Linked DNA regions of Triticum aestivum: region 2 is linked to region 1. Evidence: chromatin contacts called from public Hi-C data. All regions are on one chromosome and are shown on one strand. Each heading gives the region's core, a stretch centred on a gene start, on an enhancer-like site or on the middle of the called end of the contact. The rest is flanking DNA. Distances are from core to core; before and after follow the strand shown. Region 1 holds the start of LOC123092990 (probable mitochondrial-processing peptidase subunit beta, mitochondrial). Region 2 holds the start of LOC123092997 (plant intracellular Ras-group-related LRR protein 7).

Region 1 (7,243 bases), core at 1,627-4,126:
GGGAAGAGCTAAAGAACAACAGTTTATTCAGAAAGTCCAGGAAATGCTAATTGAGGATGAGAAGAAGCGCATACATATTGCTCAAGGACTTCCGTGGACAACAGATGAGCCTGAGGTTTGTCATTATATACAGCCTAATTTTCTATAACACAGCCTTGCACTTGCATTTTGTATGGTATAACATACTAGTTCTTGGAGTTGAATAGCAAAAATGACATAATGTCAAAACTGATATATGACACATTCGAAGAATGCTGATTTCCTTTGGAACATAACAATGAATAAAATTGATTAGCGACATATATTCGTTTGGTTCAGTATACCATGGAAGGAAGATAAATGTGTGCTACTTCCAGATTGAAGCTTGTTGTTTGAGCATGCTGTGACTGTTCTTATGACAACATACTAATTCCTGGAGTTGAATAGCAAAAATGACATGATGTTAAAATTAATACTCCTGGAGTATAACATATTTGAAGAATGCTTATTTTCTTTGGAATATAGATGATTAGGAAGATAAATAACAACATACTAGTTCTTGGAGATGAATAGCAAAAATGACATATTGTCAAAATTATATATAACATATTTGAAGAATGCTGATTTTCTTTGGAATATAATTGACGAGGAAGATAAATGTGTGTTACTTCCAAATCGAAGCTTGTTGTTTGTGCATGCTGTGACTGTTCTTATGGCATCGTACTAGTTCTTGGAGTTGAATATAAAATATGACATAATGTCAAAATTATATAAAATATTTGAAGAATGCTGACTTCCTTTGGTGCATGCTGATAACTATCAGGTTGTTCTCCTGATTGTTATTGAATTTATTTTCATAACTTTTGTACCTGGTTCTCTTGGGAATCACTATGATGGTTGATAAGTTTTCAGTTAACAAGTGTATTGTTTTAACTTTGAACCTCTATTTTCACTAGTGCTTGATTAAGCCACCAGTCAAGGAAAGAACAGAGCCAGTCGACCTTGTTCTACATAGTGATGTGCGCGCAGTTGAACGTGCTGAATTTGATCAATATGTAAGCCTCCTTACAAGTTCACTGTACATTGTACATCGCACATGGTTTGAACTTTGAAGTCTTATTTCAGTGGTACCAGTGTGAGCCTTTTACACTCTATTAACTATGCCTGTTTGAGATTTAGGTGTCAGAGAAGACCAAGTTCGGTGAGGAATTAAGATTGGAGCGGGAACGTCAACAAAAGTTAGAGGAGGAAGAAATGATAAGACAGCTGAGGAAAGAGCTTGTTCCTAAAGCACAGCCAATGCCGTATTTTGATCGGCCATTCATCCCCAAAAAGTGAACACCTGTTCTTTAATGAAACTTGTATAGATGATATTTCAATTTCACTAATTGTTGCAATAATGATCCGATATTACCTTTCACTAGTTGTCCCTTTACAAGTAACTAACATTTCTTTCTGTCGTGCTTTTTTAAGGTCATCAAAGACAATAACAATTCCGAAGGAGCCAAACTTTCATCTCCGGCCTGAAAGGTTATCATGGTGAGTTTTTACAGTTCAAGACTGCATGAACAAACACTATAATTTGTGGCAGTTGACTGCCAATGGATTCATCTTTACAGTTCAAGAGTGACTGAACAAACACTATAATTTTTAACAATTAAACAACCAATGAATTCATCTTTCACCATGGGTTATGATTGAAAACAATGCATGTTGTGTCATGTTATTCTCTATTCTCTATACAAAGCATGCTCACCATGCTGGGTTATGTGAATTATGGCTGACAGTTACTATCGACAGCGATGCATGGTCACTGGAAAGCTGAAGACATGGCCCCGCAAGCAACATGAATGTCAGCTGCATCTAGCAAGAGCCGCAGAGCAGCATCATCAACACGCATGATTTAGATGCTCCTCATTCTTTCAAGTGCCTAGCTTCTTCTTAACGTCTCCATGCGCAACGAGACTCGGTCTTTGTGGCTTGGGTGATCTCCAACTTCTGTTCTGTGTACATGCGTTTATGCATATCGATAGCTCTGTGCTTCAGATGCATCCTCCACCTCCAGGGTTAAAACAGCTTGTTGTACAAGAGACCGCAGATGGGAAATTCAAGGATGAATTTCTGTGGTCTTGTATTCCTAAGTTGATTGCCAAAAACCCCGAAATACCAATGTGTTGATATATATGTGGATTTTGAAAAAAAATCTCTATTTTCTACTCCCTCCGTCCCATAATATAAGAACATTTTTTACACTAGTAGCTCTTGCTGAATTTACTGTCAGTAATGTCTGAACTGAAAATAGTTCTGTGGCAAACTGAAGTGCGTATGGAATGGAATATGGATCAAGCTTGTCATGTGGCTTACAGTAACTGTTATGCTAAAGGAACACCGAATCCCTTAGAAACTGAGATGGGATGACATTTATAGAGCTTCACGCTGAAGTTAATAATTAGTCAGAAAACTCTTCGATTGCATCAACTATGTGTGCGTATCATCTTGCAAATGGTCATTTTACGAAGTTCTGAAACCAAGCCAGAGTGGGAAATGTGACTTCTCTCTCCGCGGGACTGAGACGAGTGCTCAACGAGATTCTTTTTTTGTTGCAAAAAAAACGAGATTCTTTTTTTTAAGGCAGAGAAAATCGCTTTAAACACAACGAAAAATACATTTATTTTTTCTGGGTCAGATTCGGCCCAAACCAAGTCTCTGGGCTAGAATGCAAAATGCTTGTGCTGTGAACATTTCAGTGGCAACCCACGAAGACCCAGTAATCCCACACCCAACCACTTTCTTAGAAACAAGCGCATTCCCTCACCGACATGTGGGTCCTCCGCAAGCCAAGCTACGGGCACCCAGCGCTTCTCCCCCACTTGGCAGGCTCCCTCCACGCCACTTCTCTATTTCTCCCCCCATCTCTTCCTCCTCCCCGATCCATCCGACCGCAACAAACCCTAGCACCGCCAGATCTCCACCTCCGCCGCCGCCGGAGAGGCCACCCAACAGATCTCCCCGATGGCGTTCCGCCGACTCCTCTCGGCCGCAGTGCGCCGCCGCTCCGCCGCGGCGGCGGCGGCGGCCGGGAACGCGCGCGAGGCCTCCACGGCTGTCGCCGCGGGCCCCGGCGCCATCGCCCCCGACGCGCCCGCCGTCCACGCCCCGGTGATGGCGTACGACCGGATCGCCGACGCTGTCAACGCGCGCGTCCGCCGCCTCGAGCACCCGGACCCCCGCTTCCTCCGCTACGCCAACCCCGTCCCCGCGCACGTCGACCACACCGCCATCCTCGAGGCGCCGGAGACCAAGGTCACCACGCTCGACAACGGCCTGCGCGTCGCCACCGAGTCCTCTCTCTCCTCGCGCACGGCCACCGTTGGTGTCTGGATCGACGCCGGGAGCAGGTACGAGACGGAGGAGGCGGCCGGGGTCGCCCATTTCGTGGAGCACATGCTGTTCAAGGGCACGGGGACGCGCAGCGCCGGGCAGCTCGAGCAGGAGATCGAGGACATGGGCGGCCACCTCAACGCCTACACCTCGCGGGAGCAGACCACCTACTACGCCAAGGTGCTCGACAAGGACGTGCCACGTGCCATGAATGTTCTCGCGGACATTTTGCAGGACTCTAAGCTCGAGGACAACCGCATTGAACGCGAGCGCAGTGTCATTCTCCGAGAGATGGAGGAGGTTAGTTTCCTGATGCGTATATGTTTGCTTGAGTTAATCACTCCTTTCCACTGCAATAAGGATCTGTTTAGGTGATTTGACGGACAATTTCTTAAACTACCTTAGGTTGATTGCATCATGCCTTCTCTAGTGTTTATTAATATGCATTTCTTGTTTATTGTGATGTTTTTAACCAATCCATATAGAATTCTCTGAGATGATAAGGACTAACTTACAGAGACTTGATTTCTTAGTGTTAGGAATTGTTATGAACTGCTATATGTAAGACGACAGCTGTAAAATGGGCATTTGCTATCAAACTAGTTGGAACGAATACAGATATCAATTTAAGAAAAGAAAAACATGTAACGGTTTGCATTTTTTTTGAACTTACATTTGCCCAATAGGTCCTCACAGAAAATAAGAACTGATCAAAGGCCTAATTTCTTAGTATGTGACATTGTTCTAATTGTATCAAGCTGCTTTAGACTTAGATCTTAGAAGGGAAGGCAACATTGGCATTTGATATCAAACTGTCCCAAATCAATCTGGTTAGGAGTTCGGAGCAAAAATGAATATTGTATGCCTGTGAAAAAAATCTTATGAATTTGCTGAGAAGATTATTCAAGTAGAGTAGAATGTTGCTCGACCATAATGAGTTTAAATCATGGTTTTCGAGTCGCGACTCATGCGAGTCGCTCTGGGGCAGCGACTCGGAAGAAGTCGAGCCTGCGTTGTGACTAGTCGCGACTCTCGAGTCGACACTAAGCTGAGTCGACCATATTTTTCTGACTAATAGACTAGTCGTCGACTAGTCGTGACTAGTCGAGCGACTCAAAATCCATGGTTTAAATGGACCAACCTGCAAGGTTAATCATGCATCCAATAGATGCTTCTCTCAGAAAGAAAAAAGTACTCCCTTTGTCACATAATATAAGAACGTTTTTCAAGTTTTGTTAGTTTTGAAAAATGTTCTTATATTATGGGACGGAGGGAGTACCTAATATGGATGGAAATAACTTAACTCAATCTTTGGGTTTTATGAGCATACAAGTTTCATGTTCGGCTCTATTATTTACAGACTTCATTTTGGATTCAGTAAGTTGTTATTAGTCGTGTCAAGCTGCAACCCGGACGTGCAACATTTCTGAGATGCTACTACTATATGTCTTGCTGTGTTTTCTTGAGCTCACTTTTTTTTTCTGACTCTCCTATGTTATGTAGGTTCAGGGACAGTCGGAGGAAGTTATATTCGATCATCTCCATGCAACTGCATTCCAGTATACTTCTCTTGGCAGGCCAATCTTGGGTTCTGCTGATAATGTCAAGTCTATCACCAAAAAGAATCTCATAGACTACATTCAAAAGCATTACACGGCTTCTAGAATGGTACTTGAGATTAAAAATTATGTGTCCGTAATACATTTGGATATCTATCATTTTGTCGTATTGCTATTACCTCAGTAGGGTGGAGTATCTCCTAGTCGTAAATAACATGTGTTTTTGTGTGTTTTCAGGTCATTACTGCTGCTGGTGCTGTTAAGCATGATGATATTGTACAACAGGCAAAAGAGCTGTTCAAATCGCTGCCAACTGACCCTACAACAACTAACATGTTGGTTGCTGAGCAGCCAGCCATTTTTACTGGTTCTGAGGTATGTACTTTACTGTAAGTTTACCTGTGCTGTTCAAATCATTGATTATTTTATGCTACTCAATAGGTACGAATCATTGATGATGACATGCCCCTTGCCCAATTTGCTGTTGCCTTCAATGGAGCATCCTGGACAGATCCTGATTCTATTGCATTAATGGTTATGCAAACTATGCTTGGTTCGTGGAACAAGAGTGCTGGAGGAGGGAAGCACATGGGGTGGGTTCCTTACCTATTATACACCCTTTCATCTTGTCATTTCCTTGTGTATAACCAAGTTCCTTTGTCGAAATGACTTAAAAAACAATCCACTGATCATATTTCACTTTGTTCTCCTGATACGTTGATACAGTTCGGAGCTTGTACAGAGAGTAGCAATCAATGACATAGCTGAGAGTATAATGGCATTCAATACAAACTATAAGGACACTGGCCTGTTTGGTGTCTATGCTGTTGCTAAGGTGAGTCGGATATTTTTTTGTTTTGTATCAAAGGTTGAAGAAAGTACTTCTTTCTGTATGCGTTGTAGGCTGATTGCTTGGATCTGTAACAGCCATTATGTGTGAACATGTTATGGTGGTTTAAAATGATGTGCTCTTCATGTTCTTTGCCTGATGATGTTCCTTGACCTTGTTTTGTAGGCTGATTGCTTGGATGATTTGGCTTTTGCAATTATGCAAGAGATGAGCAAATTATCATACAGGGTTACTGAAGAGGATGTTATTCGTGCACGCAATCAGGTATTTCTTTCAATGTCAGTTCAATGTGTAGTAGTGTTTCCTATGGATTATTGAGGCTGAATAGTATGAAGCATATTGTTTCTTTTGTGTACTTGTTAGGAATCATGTTCTCTGGTTCTGATATTCTGTTGCTGGATAATTGTTGCATTGGAACATATGTATCTGCCATTGAACTTCTGTTTATTTTCCTGACGTTGTCATTTCTTTGACTTGCTTTCAGTTGAAATCCTCCATCCAACTCCACCTTGATGGCTCCACTGCTGTTGTTGAGGATATTGGACGCCAGGTATATGGACGCTATTATGTAGTGCCACATGATATTCTCGATACGCACCCCCTGGAACTTATCTTTCTTCTGTTTTGTCAGCAACTCATCTATGGCCGTAGAATTCCCATTCCTGAGCTTTTTGCTAGAATAGATGCAGTTGATCCCAGCACTATTAGGCGTGTTGCAAACCGCTTCATCTTTGACCAGGTAATTGCTGTTTTGCCAACTTGCCTTGTTTTTATGTACTAGAATTTGGATGTTCCATGGCACCAGGTAATGCCAGAAAGTGTGGTGGAAAACTAGAAGTTGCTAAAGTTTTGGTCACTTTTAGATTACGTCCTGCCTATGAGGTGCCTGCCAATTGCTACTGATTGACCTCTACTGATAAGATTACTGTGTCCTTTTATTGGAATATGAATAATAAGGTCCATTGATATCTGGGTGATATGCTTTTGTTTGTTGTGAATAATATAGCTTGCTGTACTCCCTCCGTCCGAAAATACTTGTTATCAAAATGGACAAAAAGGGATGTATCTAGAACTAAAATACATCTAGATACATCCCCTTTTATTCATTTTGATGACAAGTATTTCCGGACGGAGGGAGTATTAACTTATGAAGTATTAGTGTGCATTTACTTTTTAGTTGTGGCATTGGTATCTTGAGGAAAATTGAGTTGGAACAGTAGCCTAACTTGATAATATGATAAGACTGCATTCTGTATATGTATTTTGTTGCCTGAATAGATATGAGCCATATGGGAAATATTACTGTTATATGAATTGTCGGAGAAATGGATGTATCTAGATGTATTTTAGTTTTAGATACATCCATTTTTATCCATTTCTCCGACAAGTATTTTCGGACGGAGGGAGTATTAAGCTTGCATGAAGTTCAAAAGTCTTTGAGATACATATATTCACTGTCTGAATGCCGTTTTTT
Region 2 (6,316 bases), core at 1,154-3,653, 990 kb before region 1:
AAGAGCGTTTAGGTCACCAATTTAGTAATCTAAACGCTCTTATATTAGTTTACAGAGGGAGTAACTATTATTTGAAATAAAAATGATGCTGTATCACCAAACTTTTGTCGATAAACTAACCATTTTGGCCATGTTGATGGACAGTGGCAGAGGACGGTATGAAATTTTGGTAGGGTGAAATCATGATCGTTGTTTTATACATACTAATAAGAGTATTTGATGTTAGATTTATGACAACAAATCCGTGTAGAAACATATTGAAATGAAATTAGCACATGCAAAAATACCTCACCAAGCTTGTACTACATTTTTTGACATTTCATCGATTTTTAACTATATGAAAGCTTCGTTGATGTTTAAGCGTAAAGGAATGTAAGTAAAGCCTAGCCTGATTAACTCTCATGTGCCTTAAATGTGTAAAGCCCAGCTGCTCAGGCCCTGATATTTCGCTCATCGGTCGTCTATCTTGTGTCCTGGTGACTTTTGAGTCAGCAAAGTTGCCATCCTGAGCTCAAGCTGGCCTGTGGCCATGGCATAGAAGCAGAATAGTAGGGAATATTTACTACACCTGTTAGGTCGGGCGGCTGCCCTACCCCGCCCTATGTGTCCCTCCACCACTGCTAATGGGTTTGGATGGCCAGAAAGCTTGGTAGCTACTACCTCTGTATCTAAATATAAAACGTTTTTTTATGCATCGACCCAGGTCTAAACTCATGGTGCAGTAGTTTTTCTTGTGCAACATAAGACTAGCCACAGTGGGAGTAACTTCAGCAGTAACATCGAGTCCAACTCAGCAAATTTGCTTATGTGGCAGTGAGTTAATGAGGAGAGAGGTAGTTATAGTAACTTAGCTAGTTACTGTAACATCACATGCCCCGATGCAATATGAGTCTATAACCTAATAAATGAAGCTTTGCATGTCACCACACTTATGTTACTACCCACTATGAAGGTAGTAACATAGTCTAGGGATATGTGTATGTTACTAGTGTATGTTACTCACCATTGTGACTAGTCTAAGACCATTTTGTGTAGCTAGAAAGGCTATGTCTGCAAATATGCTTGGTAAGGGTCTAATAATTTTTAAATGATTATTTAGTTAATTTTTTCCAGATAAGCTTGTATGCATTTTGACTCCTGGAGAAGTATTGAACAATTCTGAGGTCACATTCTAATTAGCTAGTTTGCTCAAGTGTGCTGTACCCGTAAGCATGAATTAAATGCGCTAGTCCTTTGATATGATTGTTGCCTAACCCAAAATCGCGTGCCTTATCTCATATCTTGTTCTAGGTGACTACCCTGAATGTCCATGTTTCCAACCCTACTGGACCTCGTTCAGCTGCATACGGATGAGTGGTGCAATTTCACTTTGGTCAAGAATGGTGGTGCGCCATTGCTAACGATAGAACATCACCTTCATAACCGGACCGGAGAAGATGGCACTCGTGATTTCTAGCTGCCATGGATGGAGGGAGAAATGGTAGCCGAGCCGATCATCCCCTATCGCAAAAGGCAAGGGTGCCCAAATGAATGGACGTCTTAATTGATTTTTCATATTAGATATTTTCCTTGTACAATGGGCAAGTATTCAAAGATAATTTGACAATTAAGATGACCATACAAAACTACAAGATGATTTTGTTTTACAGTTGGTAATCCTATTGTTAATTCACAAAACACACCCAAGAGTTTTTGTTTAATCAAAACTAGCTGGTTACAATTTTCAAAGCATTCTAGAGACATTTAAAAAATAAAATCAGATGAAACGGTAAGAGCAATGGAGTCAATGAAGATGCCCGCACTGTTTGGCTCATGCCGAAGATGGCATACTCTTTTCAGTTGTTGCCGCGTAAAAGAAGTGTGATCAGCTGGGATTTTCGGACACTCTACAGAGAGCAATTGCAAATGACAGATCAGGATCAGTCACCATGGAGTTTTTAATAAAACTCAGTGATGTTGTTGATGGGCTCCCGATGGCACAACTGGCGGTAGTTGCAACATGGTTCCTCTTGTGGCAGCGCCGTCAGCTGGTAAAAAGGCCTTGTGATCCAAACTCTGGAGAAAACATCGATGCCCTTAAAAGTTTTTGTAAGCCAATTAGGTACCGGATGAATTAGCCAGACAATCCTTTAGCTCGAAATCTTCTGGTTCTTGGGATGTTGTGATCCTTGACTTTATTTGTCATCTTTTGATATACGATATGGCATATATGGGAAATAAAGTCTAGTTACTGTAAAAAAAAACTGGAAGTGTAGAATTGCAAATTTACAAAGAGGCAATCTTGTCTGTTCATAATAATAAAAAATAATCAAAAATTGGTCTGTTGCCTGCCACTGTCAGTCTCATAGATAACCGTTTGACAAGATCGAGATGCCAGGTAAGCAGCACGGGGACCCGCAGCCCTGCGGGGAGAGGCACCCAGCGGTGGTCCCAGCTGACAGCGAGTGGACGAGGTCAAGGCAGATCCCGCCGGCCGCCCCCAACTGCCTCCTCGCCGAAGTCGTCGCCCGCCCCTCCCCCTGAAACAAAATCTCTTCCACAATCGGAGGGGAAAGCATCTGCGAGTTTCGCCCTCGCGCGGGCGACGGGCGGCGGCGGCGGCGGAGATGGGCTGCTGCAGCAGCCGGAGCTCGGACTCGCCGGCCACCCGCGTCACGCGCTGGCGCTCCACCGGGATCGTCGCCCTCCGGGACGCCAAACTGAAGGTTATCCTCGCCCACAGCCCCCCCTCCCCTTTCCTGTAAATTGACATTTTGGGGGCGTCCACCGCATCAGCTCCCCTGAATGTCGGATGATTATACGTTGAGAGTACGAGCGACGATGCTTTTCTGAGTGATGGTACATCGCCCGTTTGATTAACTGGTTGAGTATCCATGGAGGATTCCTAGGTGGAAGGAAAGCGCAATTTTGCCGATATAAAAGTTAAAAGTATGCCATCCTATGTGGTGATGCACTAACTTGGAACTGTGTTGCTTTTCTTTTGGCTGAAATAACCTTTTAGCTGACACGATAAACAGATAAGCATTTAACTTGCCACCTTTAATGGCTGGTTTTAGTCATTATATTATAAGAAATGCAACCTTAGGAAGATTATCATACTTGGCACTCCAAAATTGAGCATTCTGGGAACTCTAGAGTACTGCTAAAGGTATGCCTAAAATGTACCCATGTGTACCGATGTTACTGCTGCAAGCCTGCAACGATGTACTTCTAAGTTAACATTTTTTTAAATCAAAAGGCTATCTGACAGTTTCATTGATAGATGATGAGAAAAATACAAAGTTACAAACTGCAGGTAAGCACCTGTAGCTTGAAAGCGGATGAAAACCAAAATGATGAGTATCCTTGAAAACCAAAATGGTGAGGCTAATGAGGTAAGCACTAGTTGTTTCACCCAGCCACACAGAGGCCCCAATTGTGTTGGCAGGTGTCGTGCCCTGGCCAACAGCCAGGCGTTTGCCTCGTCTTTTTTATTTTTAATTCTCGGAAAACGCATTGATGGAAGCTTCTTTTGTCTGAATCATACGCCTGCTTCTCTGCTCGAAGCTTCCCAAACTACAAGCATTAACAGGACCGAGAGCGCTTACTGCCAGTTGAATGTAGCTCGTCAATTAGGGAGGCAAACCTCCAGTATACCAAGTAATTTTCCCTGAAGGAGTGAAGCCGTCATAGCAGCAGCTTGTCCCATAACTGCCACACGAATTGGTTTCTAGCACATAGGTGGGTGAACAGTTTTCGATGCATAGAGGGCATATATAGGTGCTGGGCTATTGGCTTGCTAGCAGCGGTCTGCTGTCAGTATTCAATTTTCTAACCACACATGAAGACGCCACTCTGCTGTTGATGCCCAGACCTTCGAAATCTCAGCTTCACATTAAGCCTAGGAACTGAATCCTGTATGCCTAAGATGATGAGCAATACCCGCATGTGCGTGAAGTGTGAACTTCCAACAGAAGGTGGTGTCTGTGTTGAGCGCTACCTTCTGTACCGCTGTCCATGGCCTTCTGAAATCCAGCAAGGAGCCAGAAAACACATGGCTCCTCAGGTCAGCAGCACAAGGGCTTGATATCGGTACTGGTTCACTAAATGAAATCCATATGGTGCTTACTCAGTTGTTTTTCCTCGTATAAATATTTCCTATTAGATTGTTCTCATATTTCAAATATTTAGCTTATAAGTGAACTTATTATGTCTACATGAAAAAGGGTGCTTTTCTGCACTTCTTACTGTAACATTGCACTTCTCTTCCAGAGTTGCTTAATATCATTCCATGCAGGTGGTACCACATGAAGTTCTGCAAGTGGGAAATTCCCTTAGAACTCTGGATTTGACAAATAACAAGATAGGTAATCAGAAATTTCAAGTAGTTATCTCCATTCAGGGTGATAGACATTAATGCTTGGTATTGTCTCACTTTCTTGTACTTAGTCAGAAAGAAACTGGTTGGAAGTTATATGCACATTTATTTTTCACTTCACAATGTGAGCAATTGCTTTATTTCAAGCCAACTTGCTACAATTGGACCCTTTATTTTCTTGCATTTCTTTTTCTACCAGTTTGTGGATACAACTTATCCAAAACCCGTGCTGGGCAATTTGCATCTTACTGGCTGAATTCCTGTTCTGAATAAGCTGTCTTGCCTGAAACTGCATAAGCTGTTTTCACATCTTTGATGTTTGTAATTGTATTTTCTTGAGCAACGACAATTCGTTCTTTTGATTTTGCAGTTGAGGTTCCCCAGGAAGTTGGTACCATTGTGAATATGCAAAGGCTGGTAAGCATTCTTAGTAAAAACCGTCCTGGATTTTTTTAGAGATGTGTATTTGCAAGCAACGATTCTTCCATTTGTTTATTCTCAGTAATGGCGGCTTGATAGTGATGTTTTCTCTTGTTCCTGTAGGTTTTGGCTGGTAATTTGATTGAAAACATTCCAGCTAATATTGGATACCTGCGGAACCTTAAAATCCTCACGCTTGACAGAAATAGGATCACTGTCTTGCCTGAAGAATGTTAGTTCATACATCTTATCTATATTATTTGTAAGAATGGAAATGAAACAAGCAAAGTATTACCTAGGTTTATTATTTTATTAGTACATAACAAAGGTGGCCTAGGCTCTAGTCTAAAACCTTGCCCTAACAAGGAGTTAGTACAGAGTTATGACTTTCATACCATTATTCTACTAACTTTTGTTTCCGTTTTCTCACATGATCTTTTTTTCGATTCAGTGGGTTCTCTATCAAATCTTCAGCAGCTTACAGTTTCTCAGAATTCTTTGCTGTGCCTACCTAAAAGTGTTGGAGATTTGTGCAATGTAAGTTTTTTATTTGGTTCAATATGCCAAACTTAGCCTATCTCCGCAAAAGACTTGTTTTCAAGCATGTCTCATTTCCGAAAATCATAAAGATGCAGTCAGTATTGAGTTTTGTTTCACAACAGAAGTATTCTTTGTTTTCTGTCTAGTCAAATAAGTTAATTTTATGAAATGATTCAGTCTGCATTTCATCATTTTGTATCACCATTAAATATTCAAAAGCGTATTTTTTTTGTAATGGTCAATGCCCTAGTGTTATCCTTTTTTGGTATTGTGGATCTATGTCGTGTTGTTGTCAATAGCTTACCATCATTTTGTGTTTGACTGATGCAGATGCTGCTACTCAATGTATCTGATAACAAACTAAATGCCCTTCCCGAATCAATAGGAGGCTGCAAGTCCCTGGAAGAATTGCAGGCTAATGGTAAAACCCGCTTGTTTCTGTAATACTACTAGTCCTATATAATTTGAGTTTCCTGTTCTCCGCTTTTTTGCTTGCACTAGTAATCGTGGCCACTGGCCAGGCAAGGTACGTTCCGACTAATAAATAGCACAAGAAACATGGAAATGGTAGAGCTTCCATAATTTGTCAATACGGGATATAAGAAACATAAAGGTGATACAATTTCGATAATTGTCCATACAAAATCAACAAAGTACATCTGTACCTAGTAATTTCAACACTTCGCAATATATACAAAGAAGAAAAATATAGAACTGGAGAAGGCAAGGCACCAATCACAGCAGAGAAATCAATACTAAATCAACATTTGGCACAGTGATCATCGACATTACCTTGACATTTGGCGCAGAGATCATTGATATTACCTTCTCAGAGCCTGAAAGTGGTATGGATCAGCTCAACTAGCTGTGCTCTGGATGAATGAAGGAACCGGTTAATCAACTTAAGATTTGCTTACTATCATTATTTTCATGTTAATGGATGTATGTTTTTGATGAACTTTTCTTTCATAAAATTAAGAACTTGTACCATTTATATAA

Evidence for each region. Hi-C and Micro-C count contacts between places; a contact is called where the count stands out from the background.
Region 2: a Hi-C map of leaf shows a contact between it and region 1, with 3 times the contacts expected there. The contact joins the promoter of LOC123092997 here to the promoter of LOC123092990 in region 1. A contact is called at or near these places in 3 of 5 Hi-C or Micro-C datasets (all in leaf).

Annotation. Positions count from the first base shown.
Region 1 is chr4B:513,161,511-513,168,753 of IWGSC CS RefSeq v2.1, reverse strand. It overlaps LOC123092990 (probable mitochondrial-processing peptidase subunit beta, mitochondrial), which reads left to right and starts at 2,876. Exons shown (of 9, transcript XM_044514863.1): 1 at 2,876-3,660; 2 at 4,864-5,028; 3 at 5,157-5,294; 4 at 5,361-5,512; 5 at 5,646-5,754; 6 at 5,935-6,033; 7 at 6,254-6,319; 8 at 6,401-6,508. The coding sequence starts at 2,992. LOC123092991 (neurofilament heavy polypeptide) reads left to right here. Exons shown (of 8, transcript XM_044514864.1): 4 at 1-115; 5 at 936-1,034; 6 at 1,159-1,313; 7 at 1,453-1,518; 8 at 1,780-2,234. The coding sequence ends at 1,804.
Region 2 is chr4B:514,156,224-514,162,539 of IWGSC CS RefSeq v2.1, reverse strand. LOC123092997 (plant intracellular Ras-group-related LRR protein 7) reads left to right here and starts at 2,403. Exons shown (of 9, transcript XM_044514872.1): 1 at 2,403-2,705; 2 at 4,277-4,346; 3 at 4,728-4,774; 4 at 4,901-4,910; 5 at 5,229-5,314; 6 at 5,648-5,738. The coding sequence starts at 2,607. LOC123092996 (tyrosine-specific transport protein 2) reads left to right here. Exons shown (of 3, transcript XM_044514868.1): 3 at 1,291-1,628.